Linked DNA regions of Zea mays: region 1 is linked to region 2. A link is a contact called in public Hi-C data. All regions are on one chromosome and are shown on one strand. The core of a region is the stretch at or near the end of the contact, and the rest is flanking DNA. Distances in the headings are between cores, read along the strand shown.

What was found. A called contact is a pair of places that touch in the nucleus more often than the background predicts.
Region 1: a contact with region 2 is called in a Hi-C map of ear, with 2.6 times the contacts expected there. The contact joins the promoter of LOC100276184 here to the promoter of LOC103649923 in region 2. A contact is called at or near these places in 5 of 25 Hi-C or Micro-C datasets (bundle sheath, ear, leaf and 1 more).

Annotation. Positions count from the first base shown.
Region 1 is chr3:32,599,995-32,606,326 of Zm-B73-REFERENCE-NAM-5.0, reverse strand. It overlaps LOC100276184, which reads right to left and starts at 2,979. Exons shown (of 1, transcript XM_020550170.2): 1 at 2,300-2,979. The coding sequence starts at 2,701. The coding sequence ends at 2,489.
Region 2 is chr3:32,347,650-32,354,664 of Zm-B73-REFERENCE-NAM-5.0, reverse strand. It overlaps LOC103649923 (DNA excision repair protein CSB), which reads left to right and starts at 5,154. Exons shown (of 7, transcript XM_008675604.3): 1 at 5,154-5,513; 2 at 5,613-5,805; 3 at 5,883-6,416; 4 at 6,512-6,914. The coding sequence starts at 5,713.

The sequences.
Region 1 (6,332 bases), core at 1,730-4,229, 250 kb before region 2:
GCCTCTCCCCATCAGGCCGAATCAGCGACCGCCTGTCCCAAAGTATGAGACACTGAGGGAGACTCGTGGGACCTCATAGGTAGACGCTCCTCAAACCTGAGGCGTCCTACTAAGCGTCGTCGTCATCTTGCTGCTGGTGGAGGCGGCGTGGCGTGGAGGCGGCAGCGTGGCATGGAGGCGGCGACGACGACTGTCGGTGGAGAGAGAAGAGAGCGGCGAGAGAGAAATGAGTGCCCGAGTGGGCGCTCGGTGCGGCTAATGTCACATTCTTTGTCGAGTGACCGCGATCTGGCACTCGACAATTTTTTTTTAATTTAAAAATACGCTTTGCCGAGTGCCAAATCGCGGGCACTCGGCAAAGACGTCTTTGCCGAGTGTCCCCTAACAAGCACTCAGCAAAGACATATGTTCCGAGTGTCCCCCGTCTGGCACTCGGCAAAGCATTCTTTGCCGAGTGCCTTCCTTGGGCCTCGACAAAGCATATTTTTAATTTTTTTTTATTTTGCCAACCAAACTTTTTGTGGCATGTTTTTACACTTTGTAGACTTAAATGTTTCATTTTGGCATAGTTATAAAAGTGTTTTCTATAACTATTCGATTTAGTTCGTTTAATTGAATTTCTTCGGACGATTCTGATTTGAACTGCAAGTCACTCGAAAAATGAAAATCGTGAATGCAAAAATGATATCCGTTTTAGTTAACACAAGTTACGACCGATTTCAGGAGTAGACTGAAATTTTCGAGCATCATGCTCACTAAACATGACCGTGAACTTGCCATCAAGTAGTTTAAAAATTGTATAAAACACAAACAAAGACAAAAAATCATGAACCTTGTCCACATGTCATGATATCATATATAGAGTCTGTGATAAAAATTTGAGAATGTTTCGAGAAAGTTGTGAGGCAGTATGTGTAGAAACCTAAGAGAAATAAAAAAAGTTTATTTGGCAAAATAAAAAAAATAAAAATACTTTGCCGAGTGTCCAGCTGGGGCACTCGGCACAGCCTGCTCTACCGAGTGTCAAACGGGGGGGGGGGGGTGGGGGGGTGGTGCACTCAGCAAAGAAGATTCTTTGCCGAGTGCCAGAACTCGGCTCTCGGTAAAGGTAACGTCCGTCAGCTTTTGACGGCGGCTGACGGCCTTTGCCTAGAGCCGCCCTTCGCCGAGTGTGTGGCACTCGGCAAAAAAATCTTTGTCGAGTGTATTCTTGTGCCGAGAGTCCTGCTCTCGGCAAACGTCGTCGTTACTGAGAGCAGGACTTTGCTGAGTGCGACGCTCGGCAACGGCTTCTTTGCCGAATGCCCGACAAAAAGCACTCGGCAAAGACCCGGATTCCGGTAGTGTACGTCACATCATCAGGCTCACGTAGAGATGCCCTAACGTGTGTTTTGGGCCCGGCTCGCCAGACACGGTTAGAAAACCGGGCTAAGTTTGCGGGGTCAATTTCCTGTCTGAACCCGGCCCTCAGCGGGCCTAAACGGGTCGGGTCGGCCTATTTAGCACGGAAAACGGGCTAAGCGGGCCCGTAAGCACGTTTTAGTGCAAAAAGCGGGCTTAACGGGCTTAGAGGTAAACGGGCCGTGCCGGGCTAGCCCACCATGCCTAGTTTTCTGTCCGAGTTCGGCCCACTTATTCTTGCCGGGTCGGCCCGGGCCCGCATAGAACCGAGCCGTACCGGGCTTGGATCGAACCCAAACAGCGGGCTTCATGCTAGGCTCACGGGCCTCATGCTCATTGTCCATCTATAGGCTCACGCACGCAGTCGTTGGTTTCAATTGGCCGCCGTTCGTGCGTCGTCTTCGTGTGGCGCGAGCAGGCCGGAGTTACCTGATCCACACGCTTCATATCCCGTATAGATATAGGCCATACCGCCATAGCCAAGCATATCTCTCTCACATGGATGCCAAGCCAGATGAGATCTGCAGCGACCCGGCCGTCCCGTATCAGCAGTGAACCACACAAGACGACGTCCATGTTGCTCACTTGCTCACGAGAGAGGTAGCTAGCGTATCAATTGCTTTTGTTCCTTTGCTACGCCCATCACATCGCCCACGCCGCGACCCGGCACCAAGCGAGAGACCTCTACGTACGTACGTACGTATACGGCTACACTCCTACAGTATGTACGTACTGCGACGCTCTAGCTGCATCAGATTAATCAGAGGCACAAAAGCGAAACCTGCTCTAGCTCCTTTCGTCGTCGATCTGATACTACGCCATCATGGTTCATGCATGCACGCAGCACGCTACAGCTGAGCTAGCTTTGTGAACAAACGGTAGAGGAGGAAAAAAAAACTGAAGAACTGAATTCGTTTACGGATCAGAAGGCAGACAGATATAAGGGCAAATGCATGGACGACGGTACGTACATTATTATATGATATCATTCATTCATACAGACTATATATATAGAGAGAGAACATAAAAGAAGAGAACGATGGCGCGCGCGGCGAGAGAGAGAAGGTACGGCGCCCCGCGCCGCCGCCTAGGAGCCGAGGTACATGTGCACCCCGACGGCGACGAGGAAGATGGCGGCGAGGGCGAAGAAGAGGATGGCGTGGACGAGGATGGAGATGGCGCTGGTCTGGAAGTTGCCGAACTCGATGATCCGGCACTTGCCCGGCATCTGGAACAGCAGGCCCGGCGACAGCAGGATGAAGAGCACCAGCGAGACGAACACCGGCGCCCAGTCTTGCATCTTCGCGCGCTGCTTATTATCTCGTTATGCCCTTCTCTCTTAGCTAGCTTCTTGAATCTTCGTCCCAGCAGGAGATGCCGCTGCCTACAGTAGTTATTATATATGTAACATCTCTTCTTCTCGACCAGCAATCTCTATCTCTTGGTGTGCGTGTGGCCTGGCACTGGCAGAGATGAGCTCTCCACATATATGCAGGGTGCACACAAGGTGCCCTACGGCCCAAGAGGGAGGGACCAAAATACAGAGGTTGCGACGGAGCTGTCATGCACATGCCCGCATGCCACGCCAGAGCAAATTAACCGGACCGGAGCAATATAATGACCACCAAAGTGCGCCACACCAATGCAAAATTAATATAATGACTTTCAGTTAGGACTTGCACCTGACTCCTGGTCTTTAGCCTTTGGATTCTGGACTGCTGATGATGAGGATCATCAGGTAGACACGAATCACGGTTCAGAATATCCCAGATCGATGTTAATTGCAATTAAACATATATATCAAACAACAAGCTCTGCTTGAATTAAGAGCGAAACGCAAGGAGGATTTATCACTATACTGGAGTAGTACTATATAGTAGTAGTTTGGTACAGGAATGAAGCTTTGCACTGGGCCATTATTTAAGATGCGCCGAAAAGTCCAGCGCAGCGCAGCACTGACTGCTGGAACTAGAAGCTGAGAGACGATGGCAGTGGCGTACAGGACAACACGGACATCCATGCCGCCATCGAAATAATCAACCAGCCCGCCGGTGCGTGATGTTCCTGTTCGTCCCCTACGCGCTGCTGCGTATGGAATTGCAAGGACGACGACGTCGGCGCAGGGCCAGGCATGGGCGGGCCCAGGGGGTTTCATGGGTATTCATTGAATACCTATGCTTTTGGTGATCTATAGTGTTAGAACACTAATTTGTCAATAATGTATTACATAAAATAGTGTTAAACACTAAATTCTTCAATCTTTTGAATTTTTGAATACCCAATCTCAAATGTCTGGGCCCGCTTGCCAGGAGTACCGATTTTTTGGTTTTTAAACATTTTTTCTACAAAAAGTACATTTAAACAACTGGATGACTTATTTCATGTTTTGGATCCTTAGCTCGGCGTCACAGCTTATGACGCCGAGCTAACACATCTCGCTGTTGGGGGCCTTCGTTCTCCGAAGTTCCTAAAAAACGTAATTTAACAATATCTTCTAAGTGTGACATATGAATAGGTAACTTCGAACTCGGGTTAAAAGCATATACGATGTAAAAAGCATGATCGTGACGAAGGTTAGAGTTGCTTCGAAGCTACGTGCAAGGGAGCTTCGACTAAATAACGGAAAAAGGAACCGACTTAAAGGGGAAAAGTCTATCTAATCCTCATAGATTTATCTATAAGTCAATAGTAAATGTAAAGGACATCAATGTAATTTCCCACAGGCTGCGTCCTGTGCCTATAAATAGATGAACAGTGCCCCCATACCGTTCACGCTGACTTATATTCGCTTGTGTGTCACGCTTGTACTTTTACCCTCTATCAAGCCGAAGGTACATTTGTAATTCAATATTGTTTCTGTCTTTTCAGGATAATATGATGAGAATGAATTAATAATGTTATATGATTGTTTATATTGTCTCTTATATTTCATATGTTTCTTCTTTTATTAACATATACCGTATTTATGAAGGTATGTCCTTTATAACCTTTATCTGAAGATCATTATATCCTAAGAGAAATAATGCTTCGAAGGACGAAAGACATTAACATTTAATATTTTGTGTTGTCTTGTTCTTAACTCATAGCATTTGAGAACAAGTGACCAACACTTGCCGCCATAGCCTATGGCGCCTAGGGGTGGTAATAGATCGTGATCCAAATGCTTCTTCACAAAATAGTAGGGCCATAAATAAATTCTAGTTCAAAAATGAGTACAAATAGGGCGTGATCCTAATTCGATCCGATCCTTAAATCTTATAGTATAAAATTTAAAGCTCATTGTCACCCCTAATGGCGCCGAGCTTTAATGTGGCGTCGGCGGGCAGCGGTGGCTAGGGCTGTCGTGGCGCTGACGTGACCTCCTAGCTCGGTGTCACAGATCTTGGCACTGAGCTAGGAAGTCCTATAAATCGGTCGTTCTCCTGGCCGAGAGCTGCGCCCACCTCTTTTCTTAACATTCTCTCCATTCCAATCTTGTGAAAAACGACTAGATTTAAGATGGAAAACTTTGTATACCAAGGTATAGATGGGAGAGAGTAGCGGGATAGAGAAAGGATGGCTGATATTTTACTTCCGAGCTCGGCGCCAAAATCTATGGCGCCGAGCTCGGTTCCCCGTCGGCAACACGTCATCGCCCGGTGGCCATCGCAACACACGCCTCGGCGCCAAGATCTATGGCGTCGAGTTGTGTTAGCTCGGCGCTATGAGACATGGCGCCGAGCAAAGGGTCTAAAACTGACATAAGTCATCCAGGGGTCTAAACGTGAATATTTTTCATAAATTGGGCTGAAATACAAAAAATTCGGCCAGGAGTACGTATGGTGTATTTGATTGGATGTATAAGGAGGGATAAAGGGGACGTCCACAATTTATATAGTGTTTGGATGAGAGGCATGTGAGGGCGAAGTGAACACCGGAGTAATTTTGGTGGTGGCGTGATCCAAAAAATCGAGTAGACGATGTTGTTCTCGTCTCGTCCTCCTTTGACCTCAAACCAAACACATAGCTGGGGCGTGCATGAGACTAGTGAGGGAACATGAATTAGGCTATGAATAGCAGATTGTGCATGCCGTAGCCATATAAAAACTGTTTTGTACTGTAGACATATACAGTAGAGTTTGAATTGTAAGATGAGGATGAGTGAGATAGCCCGTAGGAAGAGGAGGAAGGAGCAGGACACCTCAACAGTACGCGCCACTACCACAAAGCCACTCGCACAAAGCCAAAACGGCAGCTCTCTAACAGGATGGTTTCGTTTCACCTACTGCTGCTTCCTAACCACCGCAATGCAAGCCCCAGCCCCAGCCTCTTTGGTCGCCAAGGCTGTCTCTACTCTTGGACCAAGAGACATGCATGCACCACCGGCCGGTATGATTGGATCTCCATCTTGGTGATGAACCGATCGGAGATGATGCCGCCTCCGCGCGCTTTATTTGCACTTTCCGGCGTGACTGTGATTCCGTCCTTTCTAATTAATTTTCTTCTTCTCCTTCTTCATCCAAATGAACACGCCGAAAAGAAGAAGCTTTTTCCATGCGTTCTTCAGAGTTCATGCGTTCTTCAGAGTTCAGACCCAACGATGATATGATATGATGACTAGCTAAAGGCTTCCGGCTACCGCATGTTCGTCCGGACAGTGCAAGTGAGATGTCCAAGTCAAAGCCGAAAGAGAGAAGGAGCGGCGAGGGGGACGGTTTGATTGTTTCCCAACAAGTCCAAATCTAAAAGTTAAAAGGAATTCAGATTTGACCTGACCGATGTTGATCGCTCTCGCTCGCCGCAGGGCCTCCTCAGGTCTCTTCTTGCTCTCATCAGCGACGATCCACTATTACTTCTTCTACACCTGCATACAGCAAGATGGTAGTAGGATCTAGGATCTAGTGTGCGCGACCTCTCTCGATCTGCTACCCTCCAAAGTGACGAGATAATGC
Region 2 (7,015 bases), core at 3,905-6,404:
ATTTCCCACCTTTTTCTTTACAAGCATAGGGTTAGCTAACCATTCTGGATGGAATACCTCTTTGATGAACCCTGCAGCCATCAGCTTGTGGACCTCCTCGCCTATGGCCCTACGCTTTTCTTCATCAAAATGGCACAGGTGCTGCTTCACGGGTCGGGCACCGGCTCGGATGTCCAGCGAGTGCTCGGCGACATCCCTCGGTATGCCTGGCATGTCCGAGGGACTCCACATAAAAATTTTGGCATTTGCGCGGAGAAAGTCGACGAGCACTGCTTCCTATTTGGGGTCGAGCTCGGGGCCGACCCTGACTTTCTTGCCGGCGTCGTTGCTGGGGTCGAGAGCGACAGACTTGACCGCCTCGGCCGGTTCGAAGTTGCCGGCGCGGCGCTTCGCATCAGGCGCCTCCTTGGAGAGGCAATCTAGGTCGGCGATGAGGGCCTCGGACTCGGCGATGGCCTCAGCGTACTCCATGCATTCCACGTCGCACTCGTAAGCATGGTGGTACGTGGATCCGACGGTGATGGTCCTGTTGGGGCCTGGCATCTTGAGCTTGAGGTATGTGTAGTTGGGGACGGCCATGAACTTGGCATAGCACGGTCTTCCCAGCACCGCGTGGTAGGTCCCTCGGAACCCGACCACCTCGAAAGTGAGGGTTTCCTTTTGGAAGTTGGAGGGAGTTCCGAAGCAGACGGGCAAATCAAGTTGCCCAAGGGGCAGGACGCGCTTACCGGGGACGATCCCGTGGAAAGGTGCTGCACCGGCCCGGATCGTGGACAGATCGATCCCCAAGAGCCCTAGGGTCTCGGCGTAGATGATGTTGAGGCTGCTGCCTCCGTCCATGAGGACCTTGGTGAGCCTAGCGTTGCCGATGACAGGGTCGACGACGAGAGGGTACCTTCCTGGGCTCGGTACGCAGTCGGGGTGATCGCCTTGGTCGAAGGTGATGGGCTTGTCAGACCAGTCTAGGTAGACCGGCGCCGCTACCTTCACCGAGTAGACCTCCCGGTGCTCCTGCTTGCGGTGTCGAGCCGAGGCGTTCGCCACTTGTCCGCCGTAGATCATGAAGCAGTTGTGGACCTCCGGGAACTCCTCTTCCTTGACGCCCCCTTCTTGTTGTCGCCTTGGTCCTTGCCACCTTCTGCCGAGGGTCCAGCCTTGATGATGTAACGCCGGAGCATGTCGCACTCCTCAAGGGTGTGCTTGACGGGACCCCTGTGATAGGGGCACGACTCCTTGAGCATCTTGTCGAACGTGTTGGCCCCTCCGAGAGGTTTCCGAAGGTTCCTGTGTTCGGCAGCAGCGACGAGATCTGCGTCAACAGAGTCGCGTTTTGCTTGTGCCTTCTTCTTGGCCTTCTTCTTCGTGCCACGCTGGACGGACGCCTCGGGGGCGTCTCCCTTCTGTCTTCCCTGAGGCTGTTTGTCCTTCCGGAAGATGGCTTCAATCGCCTCCTGACCAGAGGCGAACTTGGTGGCGATGTCCATCAATTCGCTCGCCTTGGTGGGAGTCTTGCGCCCTAGTTTGCTCACCAGGTCCCGGCACGTGATGCCGGCGAGGAACGCCCCGATGACGTCCGAGTCGGTGATGTTGGGCAGCTCGGTGCGCTGCTTGGAAAACCGCCGGATGTACTCTCGCAGGGATTCCCCTGGCTGCTGGCGGCAGCTTTGGAGGTCCCATGAGTTCCTAGGGCGCACGTATGTACCTTCGAAGTTTCCCACGAAGGCCTTGACCAGGTCGTCCCAGTCGGAGATCTGCGTAGGAGGTAGATGCTCCAGCCATGCCCGGGCAGCGTCGGAGAGGAAAAGGGGGAGGTTGCGGATGATGAGGTTGTCGTCGTCCGTCCCTCCCAGCTGGCATGCCAATCGGTAATCCGCAAGCCACAACTCCGGCCTTGTCTCCCCTGAGTACTTGGTGATGGTGGTCGGGGCTCGGAATCGGGCCGGGAACGGCGCCCGTCGTATGGCCCGGCTGAAGACTCGCGGACCTGGCGGTTCAGGCGAGGGGCTCCGATCCTCCTCACTGTCGTAGCGGCCTCCGTGCCTGGGGTGGTAGCCTCGGTGCACCCTTTCCTCGAGGCGGGCTCAACGGTCGCGGCGGCACTGCTCGCTGCCGAGGCGGTCTGGGGTTACAGGCGTCCCGTCCCGTCCCGTGTGCGCTCGGTGCGGACCGAGGCCTCCCGTATGCGTCGGGAGGGCATTGCGCGATGCTCCGAGGGGCACCCTTGCCTTCGGGAGGCAGAGCTCTCGGCTCATCGGACTGCGGCATCTTCCAGGAGATTCTTGAGTTCGCCCTGGATACGCCGCCCCTCGGTGGTGGATGGCTCCGACATTGTTCGGAGTAGCATCGCTGCTGCAGCTAGGTTCTGGCCGGCCCCGCTGAAGGCCGGGGGCAGCCCTGCCCTGGCATCGTCAACGATACGGCGCTGGACGTCCCGGGCCTGATGACGCGCTCCTTCGGCAAGTGCTCGTCCTACCCACTCCTGCTCGATGTTTTGTCGGAGCTGCACAAGTCGCCCCGCTTCTTCGTCGAGCTTGGCCTGCATCTCACGGAGTTGCTCGAGCTGTGTGTCCTGACCCCCCCCCGCAGGGACTAGGACCACAGCTAGCTCCCGCGGGATCTCAACGCGAGACGCAGGCACATGGGGTTGTGATCTTCCAGCATGCCGAGGTGGTTGTCTTCGTCGTGATCCCCCCTAATCGATGTGGAAACACTCGCGACTTAGGTCGTAACCCTCGTCGTCAAAGCTATGGTCATCGTTAGAGCAGCCGGAGAGGCAGTAGTCACATGCAGACATGAAGTCTCGCATGGCACTAGGATCACGAAGTCCGGAGAAATCCCAACCGAAGTCGGGGTCGTCGTCTTCCTCGGAACCCATGGGTCCGGAGGTTGAGACGGCCGTCAGTCGGTCCCAAGATGACCACATATGGTACCCTGGAAGGTCAGGATATGCCCTTGCGCGAAAGCTCTCACCGAAGCAGGGTCGCCTGGTGGATCGAAGCTGAATCTAAAAGGGACAGGGTGGAAAACGGATGGTACCTCTTGGTTGATGGACGGTGGTGAAGTCGCGTCAGGGACGGAATGCACCGTCATCTCAGGTACGAGGCTAACGCCCAGCAAGTCCTTCGTGAGGGTGCTGGCGGCATCAGTCCGCTTGGGGTTGGCGTGTTGCGGGGAAGCGACACCTGTCGTTGTCTCAGGTGCGAGGACAACACCTGACATGTCCCCCGCAGGGGTGCCGGCGTTGTCGACTCGCTCTGGTCCGACAGCCGACGAGGTGCCGCCTCCTGCCTGGCCACGGTTGCCCCGTCTTCTCCTCCTCCGGCGAGGAGGGTGGCGGGGGCAAACTCGGGTGTTCCTCTTATGCCATGGGGGGAAGTCGTCGTTGAGTTCGCCGCCGCCGAGCGAGCCGACGACCGTCGTTGCTGTCACGCTGCGAGGGGAGGAGTACCATGTCGTAGCTGCCGTCGCGGGACATGAACTCGAGACTCCCGAAGCAGAGCACCGTCCCCGGCTGAAGAGGCTACTGAAGGCTACCCATCTGGAACTCAACGGGAAAGTATTTGTTAACACGCAGCGAGCCCCTACCCGGCGCGCCAACTGTCGGCGTTTCGGACCCGCGAGGACCGTCAACCGACCAGTGAATTTGTTGCTGCGTGCCCCTGCCCAGATGTGTTGATGCAAGATGGAACACAAGCGGGGGAATGAGGCTTATATTATCTTGCACCGGGGTGCTCGTAGTAGGGTTACAAGCGTCGCGAGAGAGCGAGGACGAGAGCGAGAGAGAGAGAGAGTCCCTGCGTGCGTCCGTCTCTGCCTGTCTCGTCTGCCCCGCGTCTCTGCGTTCCCCTTATTCTCAACGTCTCAACGTCTCAACGTGCCTTAGGAAGGCCCTGGACATCCCCTTTTATAGATACACGGAGATGCCCAGCTGTACAATGGGGTGTAGCTATGTGCTAACGTGGCTGGCGGAGAAGCGCCTTGAGCCCTGTACGTGTGCTAACGTGGCTGTCGGAGAAGTGCCTTGAGCCCTGTAGAAGCATAGCTCGCGGTGCGGCATGGATCCTGCTGACGTTTCCTTGCTTCCGTAGGGGGTTGAGAGCAACTGACGTCATGGGCACACGCGGGGAACCATCATTACCTGTTACCGGAGTAACCTTAGATGGGACACCGGTCTTGTTCCTTCGTAGCCTGAGGCAGCTAGCTAGGGGTAGGGTAATGATGTATCCCCTGTAGCGTAGTCGGTCCGAGGCCTAGGTCGGGCGAGGCGGAGACTTCTCCTGAGGCCGAGGCCTGGGGTCGGGCGAGGCGGAGCTCCCTGTTGCGCCCGAGGCTGAACTCGGGGGAGGTCGTGACTCAGCTTTACCCTGGTGGTTGGCACAGCAGTCGGAACGGGGTGAATAGCGTTGTTTTCCTGTCACATCGGTCAGTGAAAGGGTGAAGTGACTGCAGTCACTTCGACCTTGCCGACCGAGGCGCGCGTGTCAGGATAAGGTGTCAGACGATCCCCGCATTAAATGCGCATGCGATACGGTCGGTTGATAGCGCGATCCGGTCGAGGTCGCTGTACGACAAAGTTTGCCCAAGCTGGGCTTCGGGCGAGCCGAGGGTGCGCCTACTGCCTGAGGAGGCCCTCGGGCGAGGCGTGAATCCGGCCGAGACTACTGTCCGAGGCCGAGGCTGGGCTCGGATGAGGTCGCGTCCCTTGGTAGTCGAGGTCCTGACTTGAATCGTGCTTATCAGTCGTGTATGGTTTGCTCTAAAGATGTTTTCGAGCCGCGTTTAGAAGCATTGGGGGTACCCCTAATTACGGTACCCGACAACGTTTTTACTAGTAATTAAACTTGCCGCATATTCCCTCCTATGTCCTATTATTTGTCATTTTGGACAAAATTCAAATCAAACTTATAAAATTTTAACTACAAATAACTACTTGTTATTTAATTTTAAACCCTAATATTTATATGCACTTATTTGTCTTACAAATAACTACCTACATTCTCGAATATTTATCGCTTTTATTTTTGAACTAAACCATGAAAAAAAAAGAACAGATGAAATACTTATAAAAGTATAAAAATATTAAACGAGTTATTTATATTTTATAAATTTGAGATCGTGTTATTAATTTAAACGGACACCGGATCAAGCACGTGGTGAGAGGTGTGTCACACACCCAAACCCAACACAAAGGCGGCGCGGCGTCTGTACACGACCGATACAAGTACAACGACGAATCCCCCGCCCCCGCTACTGTTGGGGTCTGTTCATCGGAGAGGGCTGAGACGGGGAAGAAGCCCCGTACCCTATCGCGCTCGCCCCGGGGAGGAGGGGGAGGGACGGGCGGACTGGAGGGAGGCATCTGGAATTCTTAGCCTCCTCCGCCGCGGCCTCTACTAAGCAGCACGCGAGGACGCCGGTACTCCGCCGTCTCTGTTGAATTGCTGTTACCCCGCCGTGGCGTCCCTCCCCCATCCGCCGGCCGACACGGATTGGATTGGATTGGGTTACTGGTGGTGAGTAATCCATCCCACCCATCCGTCGGCCCTCGCTTGGTTGGCGCATATCATCTGACAAATTCGACTGGATTCCTACTCTGCCCCCTCGCTATTCAGATCCCCAAAGCCTGGGTGCTGGGGCTACAAGGCCGCTACTTTGCCCCTTGCTACGCGCTCGCCCGCGAGAGCCTTGTGCCTCTCGTCTCCGGCAGACGCCATGGACGAAGAGGACGACGACCAGCGCCTGCTGCACAGCCTCGGCGTCACGTCCGCCAACATCGAGGACATCGAGAAGAAAATCCTCTCGCAGGCAAAGTCCTCTCGCAGCTTTGAGTAATCCCCGCACCACCAAGTTGCTCAAGTTGCCCTCCTGTATGTGGTGTGCAGGTCCAAACTGAACCGAAGCGCGATGACGAGCCAGGAGCAGCCGTCGATGACCCCAGCGGGAGTAGTGTTGCGCCTGAGTTTGATGCGCAGGCCAATCTGCACCAGAAGCTGCGTTCCGTGCAACTCGAGATCGATGCCGTAGCTTCCACCATTAAAAGAGCTAAGAACGCCAGCGTTGATGGACAAGATAAAAAGAAGCAGAAACAAGCCAATCACACTTCTCAGGATGAACCTCATGGAGGAGCGCTCCAGCAGGCTCTTGCCACTGAGCGCCTTAAAAGCCTCAAGAAAGCTAAAGCTCAGATTCAGAAAGAGATATTGCAGTCGGACCCCTACCCATCTGGCTCGGACAACAGGAAAGATAAAATGCTAGCCATGCTGGTTGAAGAGGAGCCAAGGCGTAAGAAGAAGTCGCTAATGCCGGCTCGAGGGCCTAAGAAAACGTCAGCTCCTAGACTGAAAACCATGAGTTATGATGACGACGATGACTTCGATGCAGTGCTTGATGGGGCTTCTGCAGGATTTATGGAAACAGTGAGCTATCCTTGGGGTTTCTTACTTCTTTTTTTGGTCTTATTTGCCATGTTTCACTGCCTTTTAATTCTGATGTTATGTTATGTTTGCTGTAGGAAAGGGAAGAACTAATCAGGAAGGGCTTGCTGACACCATTTCACAAATTGAAGGGCTTTGAGAAGCGTGTTGAATTACCTGGACCTTCTCATAGGCAAAATGATCCCTCCGAACAAGCTGAAGAAGCAATTGAAGCTTCCAGGATTGCTAGAGTCGCTCAGTCAATGCAGCAAATTGCACAAAGTCGCCCTACAACAAAATTGCTTGATCCAGAATCTTTACCTAGGCTGGACGCACCTACTGCTCCATTTCAAAGGCTTGGAAGACCCCTAAAACGCCCTGTACCTCCTAGTTCAGAAGGACGGGAAAGGAAGAGACAAAGGAATAAGACCAAGAGGCCTTTGCCTGACAAGAAATGGAGAAAAGCCAATTCAAGGAAGGAATCACTATTGGAAACTGATGGTATGCCAAATTTGGTTTACAGTTTCTTAGACTGTAGGTTCTGCTATTATTCTATTTCTGTAATCTGTATGCATATACCAAATGATGTAATCTTTCTTGTT